Regions from separate parts of the Mus musculus genome. Here region 1 is linked to region 2. Evidence: chromatin contacts called from public Hi-C data. All regions are on one chromosome and are shown on one strand. The core of a region is the stretch at or near the end of the contact, and the rest is flanking DNA. Distances in the headings are between cores, read along the strand shown.

Region 1 (6,285 bases), core at 3,320-5,819, 110 kb after region 2:
TTCGGATAAAGCAAACAGATGTGTTGCAGGTATAAAATGCACGCTGGAGTTCAAAGACTTAGTATAAAGTATGTAAAATATCTTGTTGGTTTATATGATCAACATATGTTAAAATAAGTTTATTGTTCATAATAATTTTTAAAAGTAAAGTAAAATATATTATTAAAAACAACACATGGGCTACAGAATAATATCTGGCCTCAAAACAAAGTTATGTTCACCTTTTTCATCTGCTTTTTTTTTTTTTTTTTTTTTTTGAGTCAGGGTTTCATGCTGTAACTCTGGTACCTAGAACTTGTCATATGGCCCATAGCTGACCTTGAGTTTATGGAAATCCTCCTGCCTCAGGTATGTATTGCTACACCCAAATTCTTTTTTGCTTTCTTTCTTTTTTTTTTTTTAAAGATTTATTTATTATTATATGTAAGTACACTGTAGCTGTCTTCAGACACACCAGAAGAGGGAGTCAGATCTTGTTACAGATGGTTGTGAGCCACCATGTGGTTGCTGGGATTTGAACTCTGGACCTTCGGAAGAGCAGTCGGGTGCTCTTACCCACTGAGCCATCTCACCAGCCCCTTTTTTGCTTTCTTACTGGTGCCCAGGCTAGACTCCAACCTATTGATTGGTTGCTCCAATTCAGGTGCTCTAACCCATGTTTGAAGACACACATCCAGATCTCAGCACTCAAGAGGTTGAGGCTGGAGGATTGTCTAGAGTGTAAGACTATATTACACAGCAGGACGCTTGTCTCAAAATAAAGAACATCCTTGGCTATCTAGGCTCAGTCAATCCTCCTGCCTCCGCCTCCTAGTAACCTGGCTACAGGCACGCCCCGCTGTACCACCTCTTTAATTTTAAACAGTCTACTAGAATTTTTAAAAATGGTCTCTGTGGCTAATGGTCTATTTCTTTGGGCAGTTACTTTAGACAAATACATTTAATAGTAACTGCTTGGATTCTGGTATTCCTAAGTTAAGGCCACTAATTATTCTAGCAACCAGTTCAATTTATAAACTTAACCAACCCTTGTCCCAAATTTGGCTCATCGATACCTCTCCCACTAAAACTGTTCTTTGCCACAAAACTTTTCTTAAATACACTAACATTCCCACCTCCCAGGTAAAGGTCACTCTCCAAGTTTAAGAATCCTTCCTGGTCTTTACAGGAGCTTTGACAGAAGCCAATGAATTGTATTTAAGAAGCATTAAAAGCATTAGGAGGTGAAGCTGGGTGGACATAGTGCACGCCTTTTATCCTAGCACTCAGGAAGCAGAGACAGGCAGATCTCTCAGCTTCCCTGAAAAACTTTGTCTCAAAAAAAATAAAAAACAACAAAAGAAGCATTAAATGTTTAATGAAGAAAAACAATGAAATTCAGCTTATTATGTAATTTATACATAGTTATTATGTCCAATGATTTATAGTATCTGAATAGAAACCCATACCTATAATAATAATCTATTTTATTTCAAATGAGCAAATCATATGGGCACTAAATCAAATGTCCTGGTATGACAGAGTACAAGACCATAAGAGAGATACAAAGAATCAACGTCATTGAAACGTGAATCTCACAAACAGGCTAGAAACATGGTACAAATTTTTAGACTCTACTAAATAATTATTTTTATGATTTGATACCTGATCATGAATAGTTCAAAGCAGAGGTGACTAGAATTTCATATCAAACACAAACATGGATGTCTCCACTCCATTTTCCTACAGCCACAGAACTCAATTTAAAGTTAAGTGGCTGGAGTAAAATCTCCTAGCCTAACGCCGATAAAAATGTGGCAAGTTAGCAAGACCCCAGCATCCCCAGAGCAGAATCACACCTTGCCATGTGACTGTAACCAACAGCCACATATAAAATCCAGAATTACAGAAATAAAGGCCACCTTTACTTTTCATCTTTAAAGCTGTTAAGTTTGAATATGAAATGCTCTCTCCATGCTCCTGCCTTAGAGCTGTGGTCCACAGGCGCTGACCTAAGGCTTGGAGAGTCTAGGAACTTGAAGAGATAAGGCCTTCGTGGAAGAAGATCCTTGGGAGCAGGCCCTTTTCTTGCCTTGACCCCCTCCTATCTTCCTCTTTCTACTTCCTGGACACACCAAGGGAAATACGTGACTTTACTCTCCATGCACTCTTGCCACCATGATTCCTGCCTCCCCACAGGCCCACAGCAATGCAGCAAATCAATCATGGAGGAAATCATGAACTGAAATCCCTCTTTCCTCCTTTTGTTTTCACATATTTGTCACAACAAAAAGACTAACTTGTTAAAAAGCTGATTTTATCACCCAGATCAAACACACACACACAACCTATACCAATGACTCATTTTCAACCACTGAACACATTACTCTCAAGCAATACAAATGCTTTTATCCATCTCACCTGCTACGCTCTGGATATACCCTAAAATGCCCATACTGAAAGTGAATCCTCACTGTGGTAATACTAAGAGGTGGGACAACTTCAGAAATGATCAGTGGACTAGAAACAGGGCAAGGACCTGCCTGGGTAGGACTTTTTGTCTTCTGTCTCTTTTGCCATGAGGACATAACATCACACTCTTGTGAGGACACAACAGCAAGAAACCCACTTGGAAACAGAGTAGCCGTTACCAGACACCAAACTAAGCACATTTATCAAGCATGAGGAGGTAAGTGCATGCCCACGGCACACCACCCAGTCTGTGATACTTCATTACTGCAACCAATGGGCCTATGCCGCTAAAACTTACTGTATCCATTTCATTTCCACATAGGTTTCCGTTTACAGTAATTATTTCTGAGAAGTCATCAGACTAGATCATTGTTAATAAATACAAGACAAATTATGCTGAACATACTGAATTTCTTCCTTTGATGGTTTAGAACAAACATCAAGTGTCTTAGGGGCATTATGAATAATATTATGATGATGCCACAGGAGACTAAAAGCTGGGTTTGGAACTTGCTTGTAACACTCTGTAAAAGAAATTTCTTAATATAAATGCTTGATGTAAGCTCATTTGCCTATAGCTTGCTTGAAGAAAAAAAAGAAAGAAAAGGAATATAAAATGAGCAACTGCTTAGCTTCCTAGCCCTGTAGAATGGCTGACTTTCTGAAGAGTTAATTATTGTAACAAAAGCTGAAGCATCCTCTTACTTCCTTGGTCCTCTTTGCTGAGTCTGCTCCACTGGCTTCTCCGTCCTTTGATCTGTACATATTCAATACAGTCTCTATTATTCATGTCCCTGTAACAGGATGTAGGACTGCAGCCCCTGGTCTGCTTCACCCCACTGCACCCCACAACAGAAGGAATGTCCTCACTGTGGGGGATGTACTCACTGAAGACATCTTCTCCCTCCTCACTCCAGGCCTTCAATTTTTTTCCATGTTTCACATTTAACAGAATCTCACCCTAAATTAGAATATCAAATATCTCATTATATTTTAAAAAGAAAGTCTTACATTATACCTGCATGACTCACCTGTCTTAAAAATAGCTACTCTGAAAAAGTATTTTATGTTCTGCATCGCTCCAGAGCTGATGGGTGAAACTGAGTGCTCTTTCTACACTGGCAAACAGGTAGAACAGAGCAGAAAGCTCTAAAGCAGTAATTCCCTTATCTTCTGGTCACTATCTTTGGAATGTTAAAGAGCAAGGGTCAAAATATGGCGAAACCAGTGCCCACATCAATCCAAACCTTTGAAAGAATTTATCTTTTAAAAAACTTTTTAAAATTCATCTAAATCTCGAAAAACCGAAAAAAAAACAAAAAATAAAAATAAATCATCTAAGGTTTAACTTTTTAATCTAAAGTAGTACCAGAAGACCAACTAATTCCATTTAAAATCAAAGCAAAGTTTAATTTAACAAGCACTGTAAAAAAACTTTTTCATCAACATTGCTGAATAGTTCAAAATATTCAGGTTGTATTTTTCAGTATTAATACTGCACTGTTTTAACTTGATTCAAAACTATTGATAAACTCATGACCTAGATTTAAATAAAACTGATTCTCGAATGGAGTTCGGTGGCACATAACAAATTGTAGCTCCTGGGAGGTAGAAAAAAGCAGGAGGGTCAGGAGTCAATCTTAGTTACACAGCGAGTTTGAGGCCAACCTTGACTATGAAAGACTCTAGGAATAAAAGAATGAATGAATAAATACATTTCTTTCCGTTCCCTGACAAGTTCCATCTTGAACAGGCAGTGTAGTGCCTGATCAAGCATTACCTTGAACTACTGTATCAAAATTCACCTAGTTGGACACAGTAGTGCACACCTGCAACTCCAGTACTTGGGAATCAGAGGTAGAAGTATCAGAAATGCAAAGTCATGCATGGTTACACAGAGAGTCTGAGGCAGCCTGGACTATGTGAGACCCTGTTATTCATAAATGAGCATGTAGATAGAAACAAAACTATGCCATACGTTAGTGCAGCAGAACTAAAGTCCGAAAGTCAAATCTCAAGTTTGTTAAGGTTTTACGTACGATGTTCAGATTAGCCAATAATACTGGGACACTGACCTCCTAGTGAGTTCATTCAACTCAAGTGTGCCAAGTTTCACTTCTCTTATTCTCTATGATCTTCCCATGACTGATTGGTGAGCAATTACAGTTCTTTACAGTGCCAGGCTATAATCTACAAACAAGATGACTAATCAACTAACAAACTCTAAATTATCAGGGTATTAAAAAATCAGGCCAAAAACAGTTCTTGACTTAGAGCTACTTACTTCTTCTCTTAGATGTAGAGTTTAAATCAGTTTTTTTGTTTGGTTGGTTGGTTTTGGTTTTTTTGAGACAGGGTTTTTCTGTGTAGCCCTGGCTGTCCTGGAACTCACTTTGTAAACCAGGCTGGCCTCAAACTCAGAAATCCACCTGCCACTGCCTCCTGAGTGCTGGGATCAAAGGCGTGCGCCATCACCGCTTGGCTTAAATCAGTTCTTGACTTAGAGCTACTTACTTCTCTTAGATGTAGAGTTTTAATCAGTGGCCATGAAGCAGTCTGCACTAGTAAGGTCTCCCTTGTATTAGGAACTACACAAGAGCAGGAGCAAATTAGATGACAAATCACCTTCTCAGGGATTGCAAACTGACAGCCTTCCCTTCTGGAACTCCTCTACTGTAAAATCCAGCTGGTCTATAAAGCACAGCCATTCTCATCTGCCATCTGCCATCTGCCGCTATTAAGCACTTTCACCTCTGAATTATCTCCCCAACTATTTAAACCCTGGAGCCATTTTAGGTACACCCCCCTTTTTTATTCCCTATGCATAAGTGTACCTCCTAGTCATTTCTTGAGGCCATTCCTTCCTTTCAACCAACTGATTTTTCACCTGTGTTTAGTTCCTGACAACCTAGACCCCAGAGTTATCTTTCTGGATAAAAAAGGTAAAAATCACTTCAGTCATCAACTCCAAAGCCTCACCTTTAGAATCCATCCATGAGATGGCTCAGTAGAAAAAGGAGCTTCTCGGATGACCTGGATTCAATCCCCAGAGCCCCACAAAGGTGCAAGGAAGGAACCGACTGACTCCACAGGCTGACCCCTGACTTCCACACATGCGCCATAATGCACATGAACACACACAAATAATAAACAAGTTTTACAAAGTCTTCCTTCAGTCTGAGTCTGCTGTGCAGCTCACAGGTAAAGAATGCATGTGTAAGGCTCTGACAGCCCCAGCACCACCAAGGTTGAAAGCACAGATGCTACAACACCTTGTAAGTCTATTTTCCTGCTTGCCACGTCACTCATTTGTCTCATTCCTGTCCCAGATCTTCTGCTCTACTCAGCACACCATACTCTTTCTTGTTGATGCACCTGCTCCTCCTGCTGCTCAACAAAGAATCATGGTGCCAGCTCCAATCCATTCTCTTGTCGACTATGGAACTCTACCCATTCCATTCTACACCAAGTGCTGAGAAGGCCAAAACCATTTATGACACTGTATTTAGTCATTAAAAACTAAAGTTTGTGAAAAGCAAGACCCAGGACTCCAAAAACTAAAATGCACTTGAAAAATAATCTAAATTTACTAAATATAAAGACATTTTGGCAACTCTAATTGATTCTTGTATGAAATAGTATGTAATGATCAAAATCTTCATAAATTTAATGATATAAAATTGTAAAAAGGATATGAATAATGTTCACAAATTACCTCTACTATGTCAAACTCATTATACATACACATAAAAGAGACAATTGAAACCAGGCATAGTTGTTTTTATCTTTAGTTCCACTACTCAGAAAGCAGAGTATATAGTGAGACCCTGTCTC
Region 2 (6,499 bases), core at 675-3,174:
CTATACTTCTGAAGTTGAATCTGAACCCATCATGGTTCCCTGGATCGGCTCCTGATTCTTTAGAGATAAGAAAAAACCTTTAGTTCACCAGAAAGGAAGTCTTGCTGATTCTCCCCACTCCCATCTGCCTTGGGGTTCTGTTCCTCGTGTTTAGTTGCTGTTCAAAGCCAGCCTGAAGGGCAGTGTCTAAGACTGGAACACCGAGAACCAAGTAGGGCGGCAGAGGAATGAGGATCCCCGTGACCCGGAAGTCCACTTTTTCTCTTTGGAGATAACACATAAAACGGGCAGGAACAAGGCATGAAGCCCCTCAGGACGACAAGGCAATCCTGGCTTCTGGAAGGAAGGAGCATGAACATTCTGGGCTTCCCATAATCTTTATGCTAGTTCACGAGGGGTCAAGAGGAGGCATGTTCAGACCTTTACTCTGTCAGATGAACCCCAAAACATTTTTAGATGGATGGCATTGAAGCACTCAGTCAGAAAGGGAACTTTAATTTCACTAAATCAAACTGGTGCCAAATTGCTCCTTTAACTAGCCGCCCTCCCAGATCTTCCCTGGATAAAACAGTTTTCATCAGCACAGAAAGCCTGGAGCTGAAGCACAGAAACAAGAAAGACTTGACACGCTACTTGAATAATGGCTCCTACTTTCTAAAATGCCAAGTCTACTGCTTATAGCCTCTCAAGGTCATCATAAATGTGAATGGTGAATGAGCCGGCTCCAAGCACACAGCTGAGAACACAGTGACACCTGACTGCTTCGTTTTGTTTCCTCCCTGCTTGTAAATCTTTGCTTTGAATTAAGCTGGCTTCCTCTCTGCTCTATAAACATCAGTTCATCCTAGCCTAACTTTGGCTTTCTGCTGGCTCAGTCTGTAGTGGATATGACAATGTCTGACAGGATCTGTAGACAAAAGGTTTGTTTGGGAAGAAGAGGTGGAACACATACCAGCATTACAAAGTCCTTGGCTTTACAAGCACTTCAAACCTGGAGTTTATTTGGTCACTTCAGACTGAACTTGGGACTGGATGAGAAACGTCTACTGCTGAGAAACTTGATATTCAGCACTTTTGGTCATCTACCACCTCACAGAACAGAAAGGGATATGGTGACAAGTCAGAATGCGATGCCATCCCCAGCTCAGGTGAACTGCCAGAACATTTGTGCAGAATGTCTGCACCACATGAACGTGAGACACATTGAGATGTAGACTCTCTCCAGCATTTATCTGGACATAGAAGCCATCATACGGCATTGGGGGTAGGGAGAAGAAAACTTCAAGATCTGCCATGGACTATTAGCAGGGTGAAAAAGAAAGGAAAGGGGAGAATGGTCAGAGCAATAGTCAACGAAGAACAAAGAAGCCATAATAGAGACGCCGTAATAGAGACACCATAAAAGGCTCTTGGAGCTCAAGGCAGCAGCCTCTCCAGACGCCGCCGCTCTGCAAGGCCAAGTCTGATCAATGCTGGAAGAAGTCATCAAGTGAAGAGCATGGTTTGAAAGAAGAGATTCCAAAGCTTAGTTACTTTAGTGGTCCCCAAATCAGACACCTAAATCAAGAAGACGGAATGAAAGAAGCGCACATGCGAATGAAGTCGAGAGCATTGGGGAGCGAGATGGTTCAGTCTCCTCCACTTGGTCCCTTCACAACCCTCAGCCTGACACTGACTTACTGTCTGAGTGAAGAGGTGTGCAGGCGTGTGTGTACTGGAGATGAGATGTCCTAATGCCGTAGGGCTTTTCCTGAATGGGCATTCAGGAAAAGATGTTACTCCTATCACATGGCCAAAGGTCAGCATATGGTTGTCTCTGTAGCCAGCAGAAAAGCAAACTGCTTAGTTCTTTTGTAGACTCTAAAGAATATGCAAACTTTAGCCACATGGGGGCAGGATGGATCTACCTACAGCTTTCTTCCCCCTCAAGGTGAAAGGCATCCAGATCTAAGAAACACCAGATTTGGAGCAGTCACTCTTAGCTTGCTGCTGTTACTCATAGGAGTAATAGAAAGGGGGCAAGAGATGAGAGTGATGTGCACTGACCTCTACCTACAACTGATGGATGAGAAATCTCATCCAGATATGCTCTTCATTGGGTTTCTCCATGCTCAGGTTAGTTTCGATAGGCCTGTGACTTCCCTTACCAACCTGACCTGGGTATGACGGTTCACACCTGGCAGGAGGATTATGAGTTTGGTGACACACAGTCACCAGAGTAAGAACTGTCTCAAAATAAATAAATAAATTAAAAAATAAATAAAATTTTAAAAAGATAAAAAGATTTTGTCAAAGAGTAGGAATATTTAATTAGATGGATACCCTCAGCCCATTCAGGACAGTACTTGCTTCTTAGAGGACTTTCTATTAGGATGGATACAGGCTAACTTTAGGAAACCGATCAGTGATCACAGTCCCTATCTCACAATGTCAAAAGTAAAGCAAACAAGAACCTCAAAGGAGCTAAAGGAATAGTGTAGGTGGGGCATTCCAATCACTCTGACGTGTTAAAGGACAGGTTTCGGCCAAGGATAAAGTGAAATTTATCCCAACAGCCAAAGCCTGACCTACTGAGTGAGGCCCAGGGAAGGACTTTAGAATACTTTGTAAAGAAAGCACTCATCGCCTGGAGAGTGGCTTGGGGTTAGGAGCACTGACTGCTTGTGCAGAGGACCCGGGTCTGCTTTCCCAGCATCCATGTCACATGACTGAAGCACCTGTGCCTCCAGCTCGGCCCTCGGCCCCCACAGGCACCCGTGAGCATGTGCTGCTCAAAAACTCTGGCAGGCACAATAAACAAATAAACAAACAACAAACCTTTTAAAAAGTCCAATATTTCAAGACCAAATTTCAAAATCTTAAAGAATATATATGACTCAGTCTTCGACTGTCAATATGTCTCTTGTGTTCTGCTCTGAAAACTTTGGTTTCCTATATAAAATTTCCTGTTTAACACAACAGTGAGATACTCACTCAGTTCAGGATGGCACACCCTGGCTTATCTATTAAACAGTGGGCTTCCTATCCACCTAGCTACCAGCTGCCCTCTAGAAGTACTGTCAAGTGTGCTGAGGGACACTTCCAGAAGACCGAGTGACTAGATCTCTGTTATATAGCCACCAAAACAAACCAATTAAGACAAAAATAGCTAACTTAAAAAAGAAAAGAAATCCAAGAAAAAAGAAAAGAAATTCAATCCTAATTATAGGTATATTCTCTAGGCAAAGAACACAAATCTTATTTCTGATTAGATACCTGGATATAATTCTTTTTAAAATACTTCCCCCGCCCTGCACTCCGAGAAGGCTTGTTTGAGCTTACTATGCAGCTAAGGATAATACTGAGCTCTTGCTCCTCCTGCCTTCTTCCAAACACAGGGATTGCAGAGATGTCATTCTTGCCTGATCCTAGAGCTTGCAGCATCCTGCTGATATTTAACACTGGGTACAATGTAGCTTATAAGCTGCGCTTCTAGTGACTTAAAGACAAGGCCTGACTAGTTAAAAGCTAGTGGTACTTTTTATGATTGTGGGGCATTGTTTTTAGACAGCTTCACTGAGACAAGTTGGCCTGGAACTCTGGAGGCCCACCGTCTTCTGATTAGGGTTCCAGGTGTGTGTCTCCATGTCCAGTTTCAGGACTTTTAAAGATTCTCATGTAGAAAGAGTGCAGGGGTCAAACCTTAAAACAACTTCCACTGCATTGTAGTCACTGCAGTGTACAGCAGTGACTGTCCAACTGTAAAATCCATGTGCAGTGAAAGATATCAGTGAGGGTTCCTGTCCTTCTCCAGCCTCGCACAGCGACAGTCACAAGGGATGCGAGTGCTTCTTGGCACCCACCTGTTCACGTCACCTCTTTGTGCAAACACCCATCTAACTCAGATCAAAAGGCTGCGTCATGTTTCAGCCTCCTTGTTCCCAGTGAGGTGGCCCTTCCTAGATTTTACCAAGTGGTGTTGGCTAAGGAAGAGGGCTCTCACTGCTTTGCTTTCTTTCTTTTGGAATAGTTTTTCATTAGAAGAAAAAGCAGACCCCAAAATCTCTGACTTTTAGAAATAATGTAAAATTACCATAATCAAAATATTTTAAAAGTTCCTCAGAATAGAATTATGATTGTATCCCATTCGGTTTAGCCCAAAACTCAAACTCTCCCTGCTTCAATCTCTCAGTGCTAGAGTTACAAGTGTGAGCATCAAATTTAGGAAGATACCTTTATAGAGTTGTAAAGTTTTGTTTGTTTTTAATGTGTAGACTGGAGTTAGAATTCAAATAATGTTGAGAATTCTTCAGCGTTTTCTGTGTAGCTCAGGCTGGCTTTGTATTCACTCAGTAAGTGGTAGCTCAGGCAAGAGTCAGGTTTAAAAAGCATCTTGTGTCAGACTCCAGAGTGCGTGGCTGACAGGCATGTGTCACTGCTCATGACTTGTCTCCAGGTTTAAACAGTGAAGCATCGGTTCAATACCCCCTCAAGTCTCTAGTTCATTAGGACTCAGCTTGCCCTCAGCAGCACAACTGTTTTATCCTTGGAAACAAAACAGCAGCAGCAGCAGAGGTTGGGCCAGGTGGTACAGGCCTGCAATCTCAGCCACTTGAAAGTTTGGGGAAGGAGGATTCCAAGGCCTGCCTGGTCTACACAGTGAGTCCAGGCCAGCCTGGCAACTCTGTGAGGCTGTCAGAATAAATGCGGAAGGTGGGCTGAGGATATGAACACTTGTCTAGTTGTGTCAAGTCATGGGTTCAATCCCCAGTACTACACCAAACACCCACCACAAAACAAGAGCTTCTCCAAAATCATGATTAAAAAATTATCATTCATTTCTGGAACTCATAAGAACTAGTCAGATCCCACCTGGCTGGGAAGGCTTAGAGGCAGAAGTTGATTCCCAGGCACAGTCCCCAGCCACAGCTTGGCTTCTGATTGCCTAGGCACCCAGACACATGGGCAGACTTCTGACAGGGTGCCTGTCGTCTGAAACAACACTAAGTGGCATGAGCGTGCACACTGCCAGATATTATTATTTTAAACATGTGGGTATAAAGGAAAGAACTAAATAGACCTCACCCTTTCCACAGAATGGTTTAATGAAATCGACTCCCACACCACAAGGATACACAGCATTTGGGGGAGATTCTCAACCATTAGGCCGTCGCTCAGTGAACTGCCATGGCAGGCTTCCCTTTGAGGCTGAGGGTGGCTGACTGGAGAGCCAGAGCTAAGGCATTGGGGACTCAGCGCTTTTGCTGTGCTGTTTCTATTTCCACTCACCAGCTCGAAGGGGTCGTGGAACTCCCCCAACAAAGATAGTTTTTCTGGGGTCCAAAGGCTGAGAGCCATCCATTACAAAGTCACTGTCACTTAGGTTCCACGGTCGGATTTGCACCTGAAAAAAAGGCGTTTACTTGGTCCTTACTTCATTTCCATCAACTCCAAATGAGAATAAGATGACTCAAGACACACCACACCCACTGTGCATTTTTACAACATCCAAGTTCCAAACAAAATCAAGTTAATTACTTAATACGGTCTGCATGAAGTGTCATTATCTTGGGGAAGCCACTCAATGCTCCAGACACATATCATGAACCCCGCACAAACCACCCGTGTTATTAAAGGTAGTCTTCAGCAGATTCTGAGCTTTGAATCCAGTTCATCTGAACACATCACAGAGTGTTGATAACCATTTAGCTTTTTGTAATGAATCCAGCTAAAAGGAACAGAAACATTAGGACTACTTTCTGAGAATTATCTATATTCCTGGATTTTCAATTCTCATCACCATCCCAAGTTAAAAATATTTACCTTTTAAACAATATGACTTAACACAGATTAACACTCAAGTTAGCAAACAATTACAGAGATGGCAAACCCTGACACTTAGAGAACAGTATCTAATTTAATTATTATACTGATTTTTCTACACAAGGTTGGTTAAATAAAGGCAAATGTTGTGTGTGTATGAGCTCACATGCAAGAGACAAAGATGGACACATATTCACACATACACACAGATTGAGAGGAGAGGAGAGAGACGGAGACAGAGAAAGAGACAAAGATAGGGGACAGAGATGGGGAAGAGAGCTGTTGTTTGTTGCAGGAGTTGGCATTCTCGTTTTTTAGTATGTCAGTTCTAAGGCAGTAGCTGCTGTAGGAAGCACCTTTAACTGCTGTGCCATCTCACCAACCCATAAAAGTTTAAAGAATATAAAAAGAAATCATTACAACTTATTTTCTTTTCTAAATTTCTGAAAATTTTTCTTTTCTTTTCTTTCTTTCTTTTTCTTTTTTTTTTTTTTTTTAAGATTTATTTATTGTAAGACACTGTAGCTGTCTTCAGACACACCAGAAGAGGGCATAAGATCTCATTATGGATGGTTATGAGCCACTATGTGGTTGCTGGGATTTGAACTCAGGACCTTAGGAAGAACAGTCAGTGTTCTTAACCACTGAGCCATCTCTCCAGCCCCTGAAAAATTTTCTTATTCAAGTGTGAATGTGT

What was found. Hi-C and Micro-C count contacts between places; a contact is called where the count stands out from the background.
Region 1: a contact with region 2 is called in a Hi-C map of bone marrow-derived macrophages, with 3 times the contacts expected there. A contact is called at or near these places in 12 of 484 Hi-C or Micro-C datasets (the 3T3-L1 cell line, the AML12 cell line, bone marrow-derived macrophages and 8 more) and 2 of 130 datasets of targeted methods (bone marrow-derived macrophages and embryonic stem cells).

The regions. Positions count from the first base shown.
Region 1 is chr19:37,152,617-37,158,901 of GRCm38.p6, forward strand. The region is part of intron 2 of Cpeb3 (cytoplasmic polyadenylation element binding protein 3); the gene reads right to left. Among named protein-coding and RNA genes, the nearest start is that of A330032B11Rik, 18 kb to the right of the region's middle.
Region 2 is chr19:37,048,992-37,055,490 of GRCm38.p6, forward strand. Cpeb3 (cytoplasmic polyadenylation element binding protein 3) reads right to left here. Exons shown (of 11, transcript NM_001290827.1): 9 at 5,269-5,383. Among named protein-coding and RNA genes, the nearest start is that of A330032B11Rik, 120 kb to the right of the region's middle.